Linked DNA regions of Mus musculus: region 2 is linked to region 1. The links are chromatin contacts, called in public Hi-C maps. All regions are on one chromosome and are shown on one strand. The core of a region is the stretch at or near the end of the contact, and the rest is flanking DNA. Distances in the headings are between cores, read along the strand shown.

What was found. A called contact is a pair of places that touch in the nucleus more often than the background predicts.
Region 2: a Hi-C map of the C2C12 cell line shows a contact between it and region 1, with 2.1 times the contacts expected there. The contact joins two enhancer-like sites. A contact is called at or near these places in 1 of 484 Hi-C or Micro-C datasets (the C2C12 cell line) and 2 of 115 datasets of contacts at active chromatin or transcription factors (bone marrow-derived macrophages and pancreatic cancer cells).

What each region holds. Positions count from the first base shown.
Region 1 is chr13:110,418,052-110,425,116 of GRCm38.p6, reverse strand. No RefSeq gene overlaps it. Among named protein-coding and RNA genes, the nearest start is that of Plk2, 27 kb to the right of the region's middle. Within about 2 kb of position 5,251, at least 32 of the 459 cell types and tissues checked have an H3K27ac peak or open chromatin away from gene starts, as enhancers often do. A contact at or near this core is called in the C2C12 cell line and pancreatic cancer cells, where this site is marked.
Region 2 is chr13:110,561,675-110,569,521 of GRCm38.p6, reverse strand. It overlaps Gm32990 (a long non-coding RNA gene), which reads right to left and starts at 810. Exons shown (of 5, transcript XR_873951.1): 1 at 1-810. Within about 2 kb of position 5,356, at least 84 of the 459 cell types and tissues checked have an H3K27ac peak or open chromatin away from gene starts, as enhancers often do. A contact at or near this core is called in the C2C12 cell line and pancreatic cancer cells, where this site is marked.

The sequences.
Region 1 (7,065 bases), core at 4,002-6,501:
AGAGGGTCTCTTGTGGGGACCAGAGAGAGCAGAGAGTGAGAGAGATTTTCCATTAAGATTCGCCATGACGGTTCCTCAGAAAACTGGATATAGTACTACCGGAGGATCCAGCAATACCTCTCCTGGGCATATATCCAGAAGATGCCCCAACTGGTAAGAAGGACACATGCTCCACTATGTTCATAGCAGCCTTATTTATAATAGCCAGAAGCTGGAAGAAACCCAGATGCCCCTCAACAGAGGAATGGATACAGAAAATGTGGTACATCTACACAATGGAGTACTACTCAGCTATTAAAAAGAATGAATTTATGAAATTCCTAGCCAAATGGATGGACCTGGAGGGCATCATCCTGAGTGAGGTAACACATTCACAAAGGAACTCACACAATATGTACTCACTGATAAGTGGATATTAGCCCAAAACCTAGGATACCCAAGATATAAGATACAATTTCCTAAACACATGAAACTCAAGAAAAATGAAGACTGAATTGTGGACACTATGCCCCTCCTTAGAAGTGGGAACAAAACACCCTTGGAAGGAGGTACAGAGACAAAGTTTGGAGCTGAGATAAAAAGATGGACCAAGTAGAGACTGCCATATCCGGGGATCCATCCCATAATCAGCTTCCAAATGCTGACACCATTGCATACACTAGCAAGATTATGCTGAAAGGACCCTGATATAGCTGTCTCTTGTCAGAGTATGCCTGGGCCTAGCAAACATAGAAGTGGATGCTCACAGTCGGCTATTGGATGGATCACATGGCCCCCAATGAAGGAGCTAGAGAAAGTACCCAAGAAGCTAAAGGGATCTACAACCCTATAGGTGGAACAACATTATGAACTAACCAGTACCCTGGAGCTCTTGACTCTAGCTGCATATGTATCAAAAGATGGCCTAAGCGGCCATCACTGGAAAGAGAGGCCCATTGGACACGCAAACTTTATATGCCCCAGTACAGGGGAACGCCAGGGCCAAAAAAGGGGAGTGGGTGGGTAGGGGAGTGGGGGTGGGTGGCTATGGGGGACTTTTGGTATAGCATTGGAAATGTAAATGAGCTAAATACCTAATAAAAAATGGAAAAAAAAATAAGAACATGAAAACAAACAAACCAAAACCTTGAAAAAAAAAAAAAAAAAAAGATTTGCCATGAGCAGGTTGCTGAGGAGTCGCCATAAGATGTCCATGCAGCAGGAACAACCAAGTCAAGACTAAATTAGCAAGTAACAGGACACATGGCTGGGTGGTAGGCAGCCATAGATGGGTTACAATAGGTGAATATCTGCCCAGCTATGGTGCAAGAAGGTTTTTAGTCAATATAAGGTCTTTGTGTCTTTATTTGGGAGCTAGAGCCATTGTAGAAAGCCACAATTCCCTTCCCATGTTTCCTTCAATTTCTCTCCACTATAGGAAATCTAAGCTTAGTCTTTTAAACTTAGTGTATAAACTAACAGCCTCCCCCATGGCATTTCTGTACGTGCTCGGTTGTGGCTAGCCTCTCTCCCTCTCCCTCCCACCTATCCCCACTCTCTCCTGTCCCCTTTCTCTAGCCTCTACGTGTATCCAACTTATATCCCATGGTTTATTATCCTATCAAAATGCTTCCCCTAAAGCTCCCCGCCCCCACCACTGGCCCCTTCTTAGTTTTCTGGTCTCTAACCTACATTCGTTTCACAAACACACAAGCACCAGAATTAGAAGCTAGGTTGTCATACGAGGGAGGACATGTGATACCTATCATTTTGAGCTTAGGTAATATCACTTCGTCTAATAATTTTTTTACCACCACTTTCCTGACATTTTTGCATTTTCCTTTTTCTTTATGTTCGAATGAATCCCACTTCCTAATTGTTGCAAACAGAGCAGTAATGAGCATGCGTATGCAAGCATCTCTGTGGTAACACACAGAGATTTTTTTTTTTTTTGGTATGGGATTTGTATATGCCCAGGACTCATATGACTGGATTGCATAGTAGGTCTACTTTTTATTTACTTAGAATCCTCCACTCTGATTTCCATAGGGGCTTGTCAGTTTACACTTTCACCAAGAACAAAAATTCCTCCTTCTTCTTATCGTCACCAGTATTTGTTGTATTCTGAATAACAGCCAGCGTGACTGAGGTAAGATAGGTTTTCAAAGCAGTTTTCATTTTCATTTTCCAGATGCTTAAGGATGTTGAACACTCTTTGTTTTTGTTCTTTAATGCTTTGGGTATATATATATATATATATATATATCCATTGCTCACTTGAATTTCTTCATCTGTTCAGCCCATTGGTCTATTTCTCGGTTGGCGGTTTTGAGCTGTGAGGTGTTGCATTTCTTTTACTTCTTTGTGTATTCTAGATAGTGACCTCTTGTTTGAAGTATGGCTGGCAAGAAAAATGTTTACACATATCCGATACAGAGGCAGTCTTATTTCAAATATCTGTCTTCGGTTGGTTGAATCTGTGGATACTGAGCCTTTAGGTAGAGAGGGCTGAGTGTACTCTATCTTATCTCTCTGAGCAGCAACATGATAAATGAGTACCTTCTGGCAGAACCGATATTCCAGCGCTTGTGTTTCCTTGGGGTTATTTGCTAAATCTGTGCAAATATTTAAAAAGTACCATGAGAAGACGACAATGGATCTCTTAATGTGAAACTGAAAAAAAAAACATTAGAGATTGCCATAAAAAAATCAAGACACAAATAAGAGTCTTAAAAATGAGGAAATGAGGGGCTGGAAAGACGGTTCTGTAGATAAACGGGTGAATTTATTCATTTTTCAGCCCCAGGACCTAACTAAGATGCCACTGTACTTCCTCTTTGAATTCATTTGTATACACTGCTGTGTCAAAGGTCACAAAATACCCAGAACATCCATGCACTCTCCAGAATGGTTAAGATACAGGGACAGAGGGGACCTTGATGCTGGAGCATGTGAGAGCATGACAATACCACGGCAGTATGCAACAGTCCTGTAGAGTCCGTCTGCTCTGCCTGGGGTCCTAGATCCACTCCTCTAAAGGACTGGTCTGAACGTTCCCTCCTGACAACACAGGGGATTTGATGATTACAATTAAAGAAGCAGCAAGAGCAGCCCCAGCCCAGCATGGTCAGCCCAGGCAGCTAGAGACAGCAGACGGGGATGAAGGTGGTCTTAGAGAACAGACAAAAATACTCAAGAGGACACGCTGGGAACTCTGTTTTCAGGTTTTGTCTATAAATTCCTGTCTGATCTTGTAGCCTATCTAGCAGTCATTAACCACAGGAGCTGCAGAGAGAGCCTCAGATTGGGACTCACTGTGGAGAGGAAGGGAGGTGAATCACCGAAAGAGTGGACTCAGGTAGACCAGAAGTCGGGCTTCACTTTCTTCTTCGGTTGTGCAAAGTTTGTTTGTGTTGGAGAATGACTTCCTATGTTGCCCAGGATGTCCTCAAATACACAAAAAGAACAGAAAGGCTGAGAACATTTAGGAAAAGATTACTTTTTAGCAATTTTCTAGATGTGCACTTTTGGAGTTTTCCTTGAATGTTTATGTAGTTCTCAGGTATAGGGTCTTTCTAACTTCTGTCTTGATTATGAAAAGAATTAGTAAGAATGCTGTCCCCAAGATGTATCCAGAGATTAAAATCAATGGGCTGAGTGGGCATTTATTCAATAGCTACAAGGTTAAAGGTGTAATTGTGTAATCAGAAATTTTAATTAGAAATTTAAAATGTGTAGGGTGGTTCTACTCTTTGCTCTACAAAACAATAAATGGATATTTAGGCAAGGTCACCCTGAACACTTTTTAATCATTTTTTTTCTCGACATGCAAATGGTCGTATTTTGGTTGTTAGTAGGACTCTTGAGAAGCAAAGATTGATTCATACCATTTCCAGAAAGTAATCAGACAGCTCTCAGATGGTCCTGTGATAAGAGGGTCACGTGAAAAGTTCTGGCTAGGGAAAACAGACTGTTCATGTGATGCAAGCAGTTGCTGTGGGTTTCAGTAAACTCCAAGATTAAAAGAGTTAGGTAGGGGCAAGGACTAGTCACCAAAAAATGGAAAAGGTCTGAAACACAAGTGAGAAGACCATTAGTTCAGTTTTCACGTGTTGCATTTGCTCTTGTGAGAAGGCTCCAAGTTGACCTTTCAAACAACTATGAAACACGTTGGTATGCCACTTAGAAAAGTAGACAGCTGGATATTCCTGCAGGAAGGTATCTACGTGTTCATGATGTCAAAAACAGCATGGACATAGGTGTGTGCTGGGTTCTACTTTGAAGATGGTCAACACTTGAAATATGGGAAGAAAGTCTTGTAGTAAAGACTTGAGAGGGAGCAAGGAGACACCTAAAAAGTCAGGAGCACGTGCTGCATTTTGAAAGTCAAAAATAAATGTTATTTTAAAGATTGAGATGTCGCTGTGTCTCTCACTGTTGGTAGAACTCGTAGGATAATAAGAAGCAGTGAATTGCTCTGAGCATCACATTAGTGTTAAAAGGTTTCCTCCACGGGTTTCTTCTTCACCAACGCCCTAAGTCTCAACATGGCAGAGGGATCCTCCTGGGATCACGATCAAGGACCACATGAGGTGCTGTGCTGTTCAATCAGATTTGGAAAAGCGAGCAGAAGCATTTTCCTACAAGGAGAAAATGGTCCTTGTGAGTTATGATTTCACGCAATTATTTAGATTAGTTATAAGTGTCTTCACAGTCACCGTGCAGATTTCCATCTTGAAGGCGAGAGAAAGCTGAGCCTGGCATTTCTAAGAGTAGGCAGATAGAAATGATAGAAACACGTTCTGAAGGTGTGCGTAGGGGGAGGGAGAGGTCAGAGAAGGCTGAAGGATGGCGACGCTCATATGAAGACTCTAAATTATCCTTGTTTCCCAGGGGGCTTGTGGGTGCTGGGCAGTGCCTGTGTGTGTGCTCTGTGTCCACAGAACTCAGTGCTGCATACATAGTGCACGAAGAAGACAAGGATGGGAACCTGAAAAGCCAGGATTTATACTGAAATCCAACACATTTGAAAAAGCTATATCTCAAGTGGAGTGTTGACTCATTCTTTCCAAGCAGATAGATGAATTACTGATATTTGAAATAATTTTGATGTTTCTGATTTCATAATGCATTTCCTGATCCTTTCCCTGGTCTTTATTATTTATCATATGCATATAATGAATTTTTTTTAACTTTGTAGACTAGACACGCCTCCTATCCACTGAAAAGGAAGCAAGGAGAGCTGTGTCATAGGAAAAGCTGCCTCAAGGCAAAACGAGCTCGATGCTATTACACATCTTATTCAGGCCTTACAGTAAGTGCAAGGAGTTAGTCATAGATTCCCGAATCTTACAGAAAGGCACACATATAATGAATGAAATTCCTTGGCTCCGGGTGATTAATGAGTAGATGTTTTCACAGCACTGATCCTCAGTCCTCTCTCTCTCCTTAGAGTGCATCATGCTGTCTGCTCAGCACTTCAAAGCTACCTATAGGAAGGGCCTGTGCCATCAAACATTATCTTTCCCTAGTTGTGAACCTTTGAGCTCCTCAGGGTGTCCATTTTAAATTAGACATTGGAGGAGAAACTAATTTTTTGTGAGGAAAACTTACATTAGATTCATCTTCCTTAACATTATGGAAGATAGAAAAATAAAGCCTGTGAAGAATTGCAAATCTGTGAGGAATGTGAGGCAGGGTCCTATAATATCCATAGTGAGCTTCTTGCACTATTTCCTTACACCAACACTGTTGAAGGCAGCCGCTGGAGTAACCGCATGACCACTCAGGACTCGTCCCTCTCTGGAACAATTAGCAACTTAGTACTGATATTATCCCCTCATACTGTCTCCAACTTCGTCTATGTTTCTAAAGTATAGCTACAATCCAGGAAACACTAAGCACTAACTAGTGGACTAGTTCCCTTTTAGAAGAGCCACACACAACAACAAAACAAACAAACAAAAGCACAAAAAGGTAGGAGGAGTTAAAAACCAGATAATATCAGTTCTAGCTGCTGACTTTTTCATGATTTTCTTGGTAGTCGTAGCATGGTAAACTGTCACCTTTTACCCAGTAGGATTTAGCAGCTGTCTCAGTGAAGAGTGTTTGCCCCACAGTTTTTTTTGAAAAAAGCTACATTTCCCAAAGTTCAACCACCTCTCAACTAAAACAGACGCACATGCCATGCTCTTACAAATGTAAAACACCACTTCTTTAAGAAGCCTCAAAGAGTTTGGCGTGCCAATCTGCAGAGCTGTGGTGCCAAACGGATCCAGTGATTCATCACCGATGATGTCAGAGCAGGTCCCAGGTCCTGCACCCACTGAGAAGTGGAGACTTCCCAATCCACTGTGGGAGTAGGAGATAAGATCGTCTTCTCTTTGGGTTAGGCAGAAGGCCATGGCCACAATGTTGCCAGTCAACCTCTGTAGAAATGTCAACATTTGCTTTTGATGCCTTTGTTTCACAGAAACATTCCAAGGACTTCTTTGAAGCCATTAAACAAGTCATTCCATTTTTATTTGTTTGATCCTTCCTTCTTTCTCTGTCTGAGTTGAGCTTTCAGTCATTACAGATGTCTATGCATGTAAAATAATATAGACTGAATAACAAAAATCAGCTACCTTGATACATTTGTTCATATGCAATGAATTAATATGTAATGAAACTTCATTAAGGACCGAGCACTGTTTTAACTTATACCTCCTATCTCCGTGTGGAGAGGAAATGGGTATTGACCAGTGGTTGCATTACAAGGTTACATGTGGAAGCTGCTGCATGTGTATAACAAAGTTGCAATAGCAATTCATAGAAGTAGCTGGCTGGGCAGATGCCTACATAATTCACCAAGAGCAAATATCTGATATTTAGTAATACATTAGAATATCTTTTATTTTTTTATTTTTTTATTTTTTTGTCTCTGGCATTTCTCTGTGTCTAATGGCATGGATAAGAAGGAGTTTCCTGTCCTTAAACTCCTTGCGTTAGAATTGGTCCATAACAGCATATACAAAATTTGGAAGCAAAGGCAATACAAAGTCACATGATTATCCCTTTGCCATTACCACGCCAGTGCATAAGCTC
Region 2 (7,847 bases), core at 4,107-6,606, 140 kb before region 1:
AGGAATTGAACTGAGGCTTGGTGGCAAGAGTCTTTATCTTCTGAGCCACTCAACGGAGGACAGATAACATGCAAGGAGGCCATGGGTTCTACATCCAGCACCAAAGGATTAAAATGAAAATGAAAGAAAACTTACTTCTCGCTTTCTCCACTGGGCTGCTTGGTCTCTAAGCAAATGTGTTGTCATAGCATGGAAACCTGCCCAAATTTCTTGGGTTGCTCAAGGTACATGTAAGGAAGTATCTACATCCAAGTTGTATGAATGGCTCATCTTCAGATACAATGGGAACAGAAGGTACATTTCCTGTGACATTTTTTTTCTGTTTTCCTCCATATGCACAGCCACATGACCATGAATAACTGAAATATTTGAGAACAGGGTAGCACATGCTTGTCTCTCAAGGGAAGCAGGCTCTTCAGCCTCCCTTTGCCAACCACCCAGCCGGAGGGTGTGTCCTCAAACTTCCCCAGATTTGTTGTCTGTCGTTGCTGTGGCACAGTGTCCTTGTTATCAGTCTCAGATGACTTATGCAAACTTCACAGTAATGTCATCTGGGGAAATGGTCAAGCCGTGGATAAGTATATATCCCACATGTCTTCTCAAGCTACGGCTGTTTAGAGGTAGGGGCTCACTGCGTTAGGCTTGTTAAGTTGTTATTTTAAAAAAAGATGTTTCCAGGACAACAGTCCTGTCTCATGACACTCTACTGCTTGCTCTTTGGCCACTGCAGTGCAGACGTAGCTTGTGTTTTACATCGTTGAAAATTGCTTGTCTCTCAGGGGAAGCAGATCTTCAGCCTCCCTTTCCCAACCACCCAACTGGTGGGTGTGTCCTCAAACTTCCCCATATTTGTTGCTGTTCCTGTGTCACAATGTCCTCATTATCAGTCTCAGCTGACATATGCAAACTTTACAGTAATGTCAAACCAGAAAGGAAACTGAACTCCCCCATGCTGCCATTACGCAGAAAAAGCCAACACCTTTTAGAGACCACAGCCTTGAGGATGCCTAGCCTAGCCCCTTTGCACAGTCTTCTGCTATGATTTGTCATAAACTCAAAGAAAACTTCTACTTGCTTGAACTATGGCGTTAAGTACTTGGTTGCTATTAGACAATTCTATGAACTGTAAATTATAAATAATATAGAAGGCTAGAAAAAGACAAGGAAAAATGAATTCCTTATTATTTTATAATTTTGCAGAGCAGGTTTAACCCTGATCTCATTCAATGTGTGTGTGTGTGTGTGTGTGTGTGTGTGTGTGTGTGTGTGTGCGCGTGCGTGCGCGCGCATTCAAGTGCCCACGTGCAAATCCACCTGAGAGTGCATCATGTGTGTGGTTGTGAAACCCACAGTACATGTGCATGGAGTATTGTGAAGTTGATCCTCTTCACAAGTCCTTACAATGATTTTACTCAAGCCATATAGGCAATAGATCGATTATCTTTCTTCAGGAAAATTAAGAATCTTATAAAAATGTAGGTAAAGTATAGGTTAAAATTAAACACACTCTCTTATCAGGCAAATTTAAAGTCTATCAGTGTGACTTCCTCTTTGGACTTCAGTTCATCTTAGTGTTATTATTGTTCTCCCTCTTCTATCTATAGTTCTTAAGCCTAATTTTTCCAACATCAAGGAACATACCAATGAAGGCAGTTATACACACTACATCTGCAAAATTAAAATGTGTTAAAATGAATTGATGGTCACTTGAAAAATAAACTTAACTGAGGGAATAGAGGTCAAAGAAATAGAGGAACTTTGCTCAAAGAATTTAAGTGCTGACACCAAGAACTAGCTCGCAAAGACAAAAACAAAACTTTATTTAAAAATAAGACTTAAGCATTATCGATATTGAAGTTATACATGATTGTAGATGCTTATATGTGAAGTACATATAAGCTTTCAAAGTTAGGGCATAAAGATACTTTCCTTTCAACTAAGGGATTCTTCTTGCGTACTTATGATGGACAACGCAGTGTACTGATCGCTGGACATGAATGAGTAAATTGGCCATCTTAGTTACTACCTCAGTGGAGCTGGATACCTAACAAAGAAGAGCAGACATTTGTTTTTGTAAGTGGTTATAGGTTGGAGCTGCTAAATGGAAGTGTGTCTTGTGTTCAACATCGAAGAAACTGTCTTCAGTTTTCCTGAGAAATAAGTAAATGGTCCAGTGAGAGGCACCCTAATGAATGGGTAGCTGTGACAACCTTGCACTACCTGTGGTTGTTCTAAAGCATACTTTAGATACCCAGCAATACACTGTGGGAGAAAACTAGGTTTTTCTTTTCAAGTAGTTGTCAGTTGTGAGTTAGGGGTGGGGACTTGTGTCCATCTCCCCTCTCTGCTCTGGGACTCCATCTGGCTCAGCCCTGTGTGGACCCTGAGTGTGCTGCTGCAGTCTGTGAGTTCATCTGCGCCATCACTCCTGAAGTGCTTGCAAGGCATCATTTCCTTGATGTCCTCCTCTGTCCCCTCTAGCTCTTACAATCTTTCTGACTTTTCTTCTCCCTGACTCTGGATCAATGGATGTAATAAAGACCCCCTCATTTAGAACTGAATGTTTGAAGGTCTCTTACTCTCTGCCCTTTGCCCATTGTGGTCTCTGTTTTTGTTCTCCCTCACTGCAGAAGGATGCTTCTTTGATGATGACTGAACAAGGCAGGATAATATAGCAGAATGCCACTAGGAGTCATTTTAAGGTTACGTTCCTTTGGCAGAACAATAGTATTTGGTTTTTCCCTGGGACCCTGACCTATCTTGTCTCAAGTTCTTGCCCACCTGATCAGCCTCAGGTATGGGTTCCATCTCATGGAAGAGACCTTAAATTCAACCAGATATTTGTAGGTCACTCCCACATTTTAAAAAATTATATGTGCATGTGTGCTCCTATGTAAGTTTATGTGTATCGTGTATATGCAGGTACCTGCAAACACCAGAAGAGAGGACCATATCCCCTGGAACTGCAGTATATGGATAGTGGGAGCTAAAATTTCCTTTGGAAGAAAAATAAGTGCTCTTAAACACTAAGTAATGCCTTCAACCCTTGTGGGGGGAGGGAGAGTTAAGAGACAATACTCTGAACTTACATGTTAATGTCAACTTACTCAATTGTCTCTTTACATCTGTGACTTTTAAAGAAAACATTATAGAGCTGAGAAAAATAAGGCAAAGGAAAATCATGCGAATCATACCAGAAGACAGAAAATCTGACTCTGAGAAAGCCCACTGTTCCAGGTCCTTTGAGGGTGAGTTCATAAGAAATTAGGTGAATAATGAGCATTAAAACATTTTAATTCCTGTAATACCATATATATACACATACATACATACATACATACATATACATACATGTATATACATATAAAATGCATTTTTTATTATTTATCCACGTATTCAAAGCAAGGTTTGGTTCTCTTTAGAAAAGAACCTTATTGGTGACAATTCTAAGGATTCAAAAAGTAGTTCTGTGTGTTGGTCAGAGTAAATGTTGCTTGATTCATGAGACCACCACAAGTACATCTACGAATGTGATGCCCACCGCCCTGTGTGGCTTTGCAGTAACTTCAAACTAACCATAGTTTCACTCCTGATGATTTAGCGTTTCAACTAAATAAAATTGCTTTAAAAGAAAACAATAGTTTCCATTTTTTAACCTTGTTATGAAGTAAAGCAAGAACTAAAATAGACCATAAGTCAGTAAAGGTCTATTAATATGATACATGAAACTATTTCAATGACTACAGCCAGTTTTACACCTGGAATATCTGCATTACAAAATTCTGAGATTGAGACATTAAAATTCAGATTTGTCACATCCCTGCTACCCTCCTGAAATTTCTTTCCCTCGCTAAGTACTCTGCAAACAGGCATTTTCAAATATAAAGGACTAATGATTAATAAGTAAACAGAAGCAGTATGACCTTACACACATCACGGTGGCCTTGTTTTGCCTGATTTATTTAGGCATTTGGAAAATGAATAAATGAATTTTAAATAGCATCTGCTAAGATGGCCTTGGACAGAATTAGAAAGCCACAATTTCTGTGGCGAACAGAATCCAGGCATCCTCTCTTACACCAACCTCGCTCTCCAGCTTTCTCAGCCTCTCCCCCTCCTCTGGCATCATTTCTCCATCTCCCAGAGAAGGATTTGAAATGTCCACACTAAGCTGCTGAAGGGTGGAGGTTTTTACTTCCCAAGGATCACTGCTTTGGGGACGATTGAAGGCCAAGAGCAGAATGTGGGGCGTTTTGTACTGGATTCAGTCTCCTGCCTCCACCCTGGGCCTACCTCACCATCCTCTCATGAACACTTGCCATCCAGTCCAAGTGAGGCAAAGTATGTATCTTCCTTAAGCTTGTTTCCTCAAAACTAAAATGGGGATAAAATCTTACTACACTTATAGACTTGCTATGAGACTTTAATGAGAATATTCAAAGCACCCTGTGCTGGGTATGTAGCTGTTATTATAGTTCATGAATAGTAGCTGTTATAATGCCAGCTGTTTCCAACAGCAACAACAAGGAATAACTGTGACCCTATCCCTGAGTAAAGTTCCAACCATTCTGCAAACTACAGGTGGGATCTGATGATGTCATCACCCTCTTATCAAACTTTGTTTTTTTTTTTTTTTTTTTTTTTTTTTAATCAAACGTTTGGTTTTTTTTTTTTTTAACAAGCTTTGTTTCTCTCAAGATTTTGGGTTATTTCCTGAAAAATTGATATATATGGCTGACAGAAATGACTTAGGAAGTTTTAGGACTCACCAGAAGGGAACTGTTTTGAATCTAATTTACTGAAACAGCCAAGTTGCAAAACTGAGTTTGTAAACAGAACTCAACCATTCCCCATTCCGCCCTAATGGTCTTAACTTGTAATCTCCAAAGATGCTCCTTGCTAGCTATTCTGCTCATCTCTACAGACAGAAAGCACCTTCTAAAATCATTCTATAAATGTGAGTTTACAAAGTTTGTTGACAGAAATATCGGACTCAATTTTTTTTTCTACTCAGTCACGTGGGCGCAAGTGGAGCCCGGGAATCTGGACGATTAGGCACGCGTTTAGGCTTACAAGTCCTCGAGTACAGAGATAGGACAAAGGTTCTGATCTACAGGTGACTCGCATCGTTTCCCAAGCTTGAAAGTGCTTGTTCTGCAGCCATCCGTAGAGTTGCGATCTACCGTTATCAACTGAGAAAATCATCTCTAAGTGCTGTTGTTCAGAGCTCTTCCCCTCTGGGCCCGGCTCTCCTGACAGCACCTGCTGGCTGACTGAGGAGGAAAGGTCACGAGAAAGTAAACAGGTCCACAGTCATTTCCTGCGCCATCCTGATCTTGTCCTTCGAGATGGATGGCAGGCTGCAGCTGAGCCTGTTATTAATAGCACACAGACGTAGCTGGGTGGTACCCACGAGCCCTAGCATAGGATGTGGTTTGATTATCTGCTGTTGGCCCTGCCCAGGAGCTGACTCCCACATTGGGCCTAGGCTTACTCTCATACCCTTCCTGTCACAGACTCTCATCTCTGGCTGTCTTTCTGTCCTTGAGGTCAGGCAAGAATCTCTTAAAGTTGACTTTCTGCTATTTTTATTGCAGAAAACACCGTATCAAGCTGATTTCATACTGCATTTGGTTTTATATACTTTTTCAAATCACATTCAACCTTATTTGAGGGGGCTCTAAGTTGGGGTGCATCCTTCACTGTTGGATTCTCACCAACATGGAATCCTTAGACTGGTATCAGGTATATGATTATTTCAATCTATAGCTGACCAAAGGGCCAAGTTTGTCAAAACACTATTTCCAGCTAAGTTCACCACCAGAGACATTGAAAGAAACCCATATGTAGCCTTCTCTGATCACCCAAATGTTTCTTGTCAATTCACAAGCTGTGACAAAGCCCAGAAGAAAAGACATAGACAAAATGTCTATCTGAACAATCCATCTGATATCATATTCTAGAAAATGCCAAAGGATTGTTTAAAAGGGGTAGTATTTGATGGTGATATCATGATTTTTCTTTTGTTTCTTCCATCAATTACAGACTCTAAGAAAATCTCCAAAGTGTCTCCAATGGAAATGCTAAATCACAAAAGAAACTTAGTAGCTGACTTGGTTAAAAATGTCTAAATATCACTTAACAAGAGGGACTGTGGGACTGTGGTGTGTGTGTGTGTGTGTGTGTGTGTGTGTGTGTGTGTGTGTGTGTGTGTGTGTGTGTGATGTCTTGCACACATTTAGACAGGTGCATATTTAGAAGCTCCAATGAAGGACAAAGGTTGTCCCTGTGTCTCAGACTTTCCAACTTTGCTGCCCTTGTATATAAGGGAAGGGCTAGTACAGAACCACTCTCTGCCTCGGGAGGGTAGGAAGATGAGGGAGTCCCCACCCTGTGACCTTATCGGCTGCCTTCAACCGGTGAGAACGGTTATTCCCAGTCCTATTGTTCAGCACTTCCTGATCCTGCTTGTTCCCTCTGACTCACCACACATGAAATCATAGCTAAGAAAGCTTCAAAGGGACTGTGGAAATCCTTAGACACACACTGTTCAAATGATGAATAGTGTCAACCATAGAGGGACTGTAAACAAACCCACGTTTATCATGCAGTTGTGCTATGTGAAGACTTCATCTCCAAATAGAGGCCTGGGGAAGCTTAATCTACTTCTCTTGGGTCAAGACCCCACACATCTCTTCAGTAAAGCTCTAGCAGAATTGAGTTTCTTCTTCTTCTTTGTACGTGGTGTGATTTTGAGCTTTTTTTTTTCTCTATATTTCACTGTCACTTGCCCAGTGTGTCTTTTTCTGCCACGTGACCTGACATAGGTCATTACAGGAAACCTTGCTGAAACACTAAGTTGTAGACAGGAACCTTTCTTGACGTCATGATATATATTTAGCCATGCTTTCTGTCTTTTAAAGGGGTATTCAAATCCACTGTAGCCCCCTCTAGAATACCATGCTGGCATGCTCCTCCAACTCAAAGCATTGGGTAATTTCTTTCCAGGGTAGCAAGGACAAGTTTGAAAGAATCTGGCTTTGCATCCTACCAGCTTACATTCATTTACTGGGTAACATAGCTGACCTTGAATTCACTACGTCATAGGCCAGGCTGTTCTCAAGTTCATGGTCCTCCGGTCTTAGCCTCTCATCTTTAGTAGAAGTATTTCAATGTATTGGGAAATGAAGAAAATAGTTAGGGTTTAAACTGAGCATTGAGGCTGGAGGAACACACTGGTCAAACTAGAGAGTCTCAGAAACAACCAGACTGTACCCAGCTTATAAGATCTGTGGGGGTGGGGGTGGGGGGACAACAAAAAACAAAAACAAATGCCAGCTCACAGCTCTTTCTTTTTATCTTGCTCGTAAGGAGGCAAGAGAGTTTGATTCAATTCCCAGATCACACTGACAAAGAAACTTACTGGACAGGGCCCTCATAGACCCCACCTTTCCCTGAGGGACAATGGTAATTAAAGGTTTCTGGGGAGAAGGTGTCATTTTCTCCAGTGGTGAGTCAGCCCTTGCTCTGGTAAACAACCAGCCATGCTCAGGGTAGAAACTGATTAGACTCAGTGGAGGGCACACAGAACGAAGAGATGAAAGTAGGAGGGCACTAGATGGGGGGGGGGGGATAGGAGAGGGGCGATGAAGAGAGAGGGGGAGGAGGAGAGAAGGTTCCACTACACGATGGACAGGGATTGGAAAAGGGCAAGGAGAAGAAGCAATATGAAGTTAGGGAAATTCATTATATAAATGAATGAAATTGTCAATTTAAATGAAGAACATGCCCCCGGTGGGAGATTAACATCCTTACAAGTCAGGTTTTATTTCTGATGTTTCAGATAA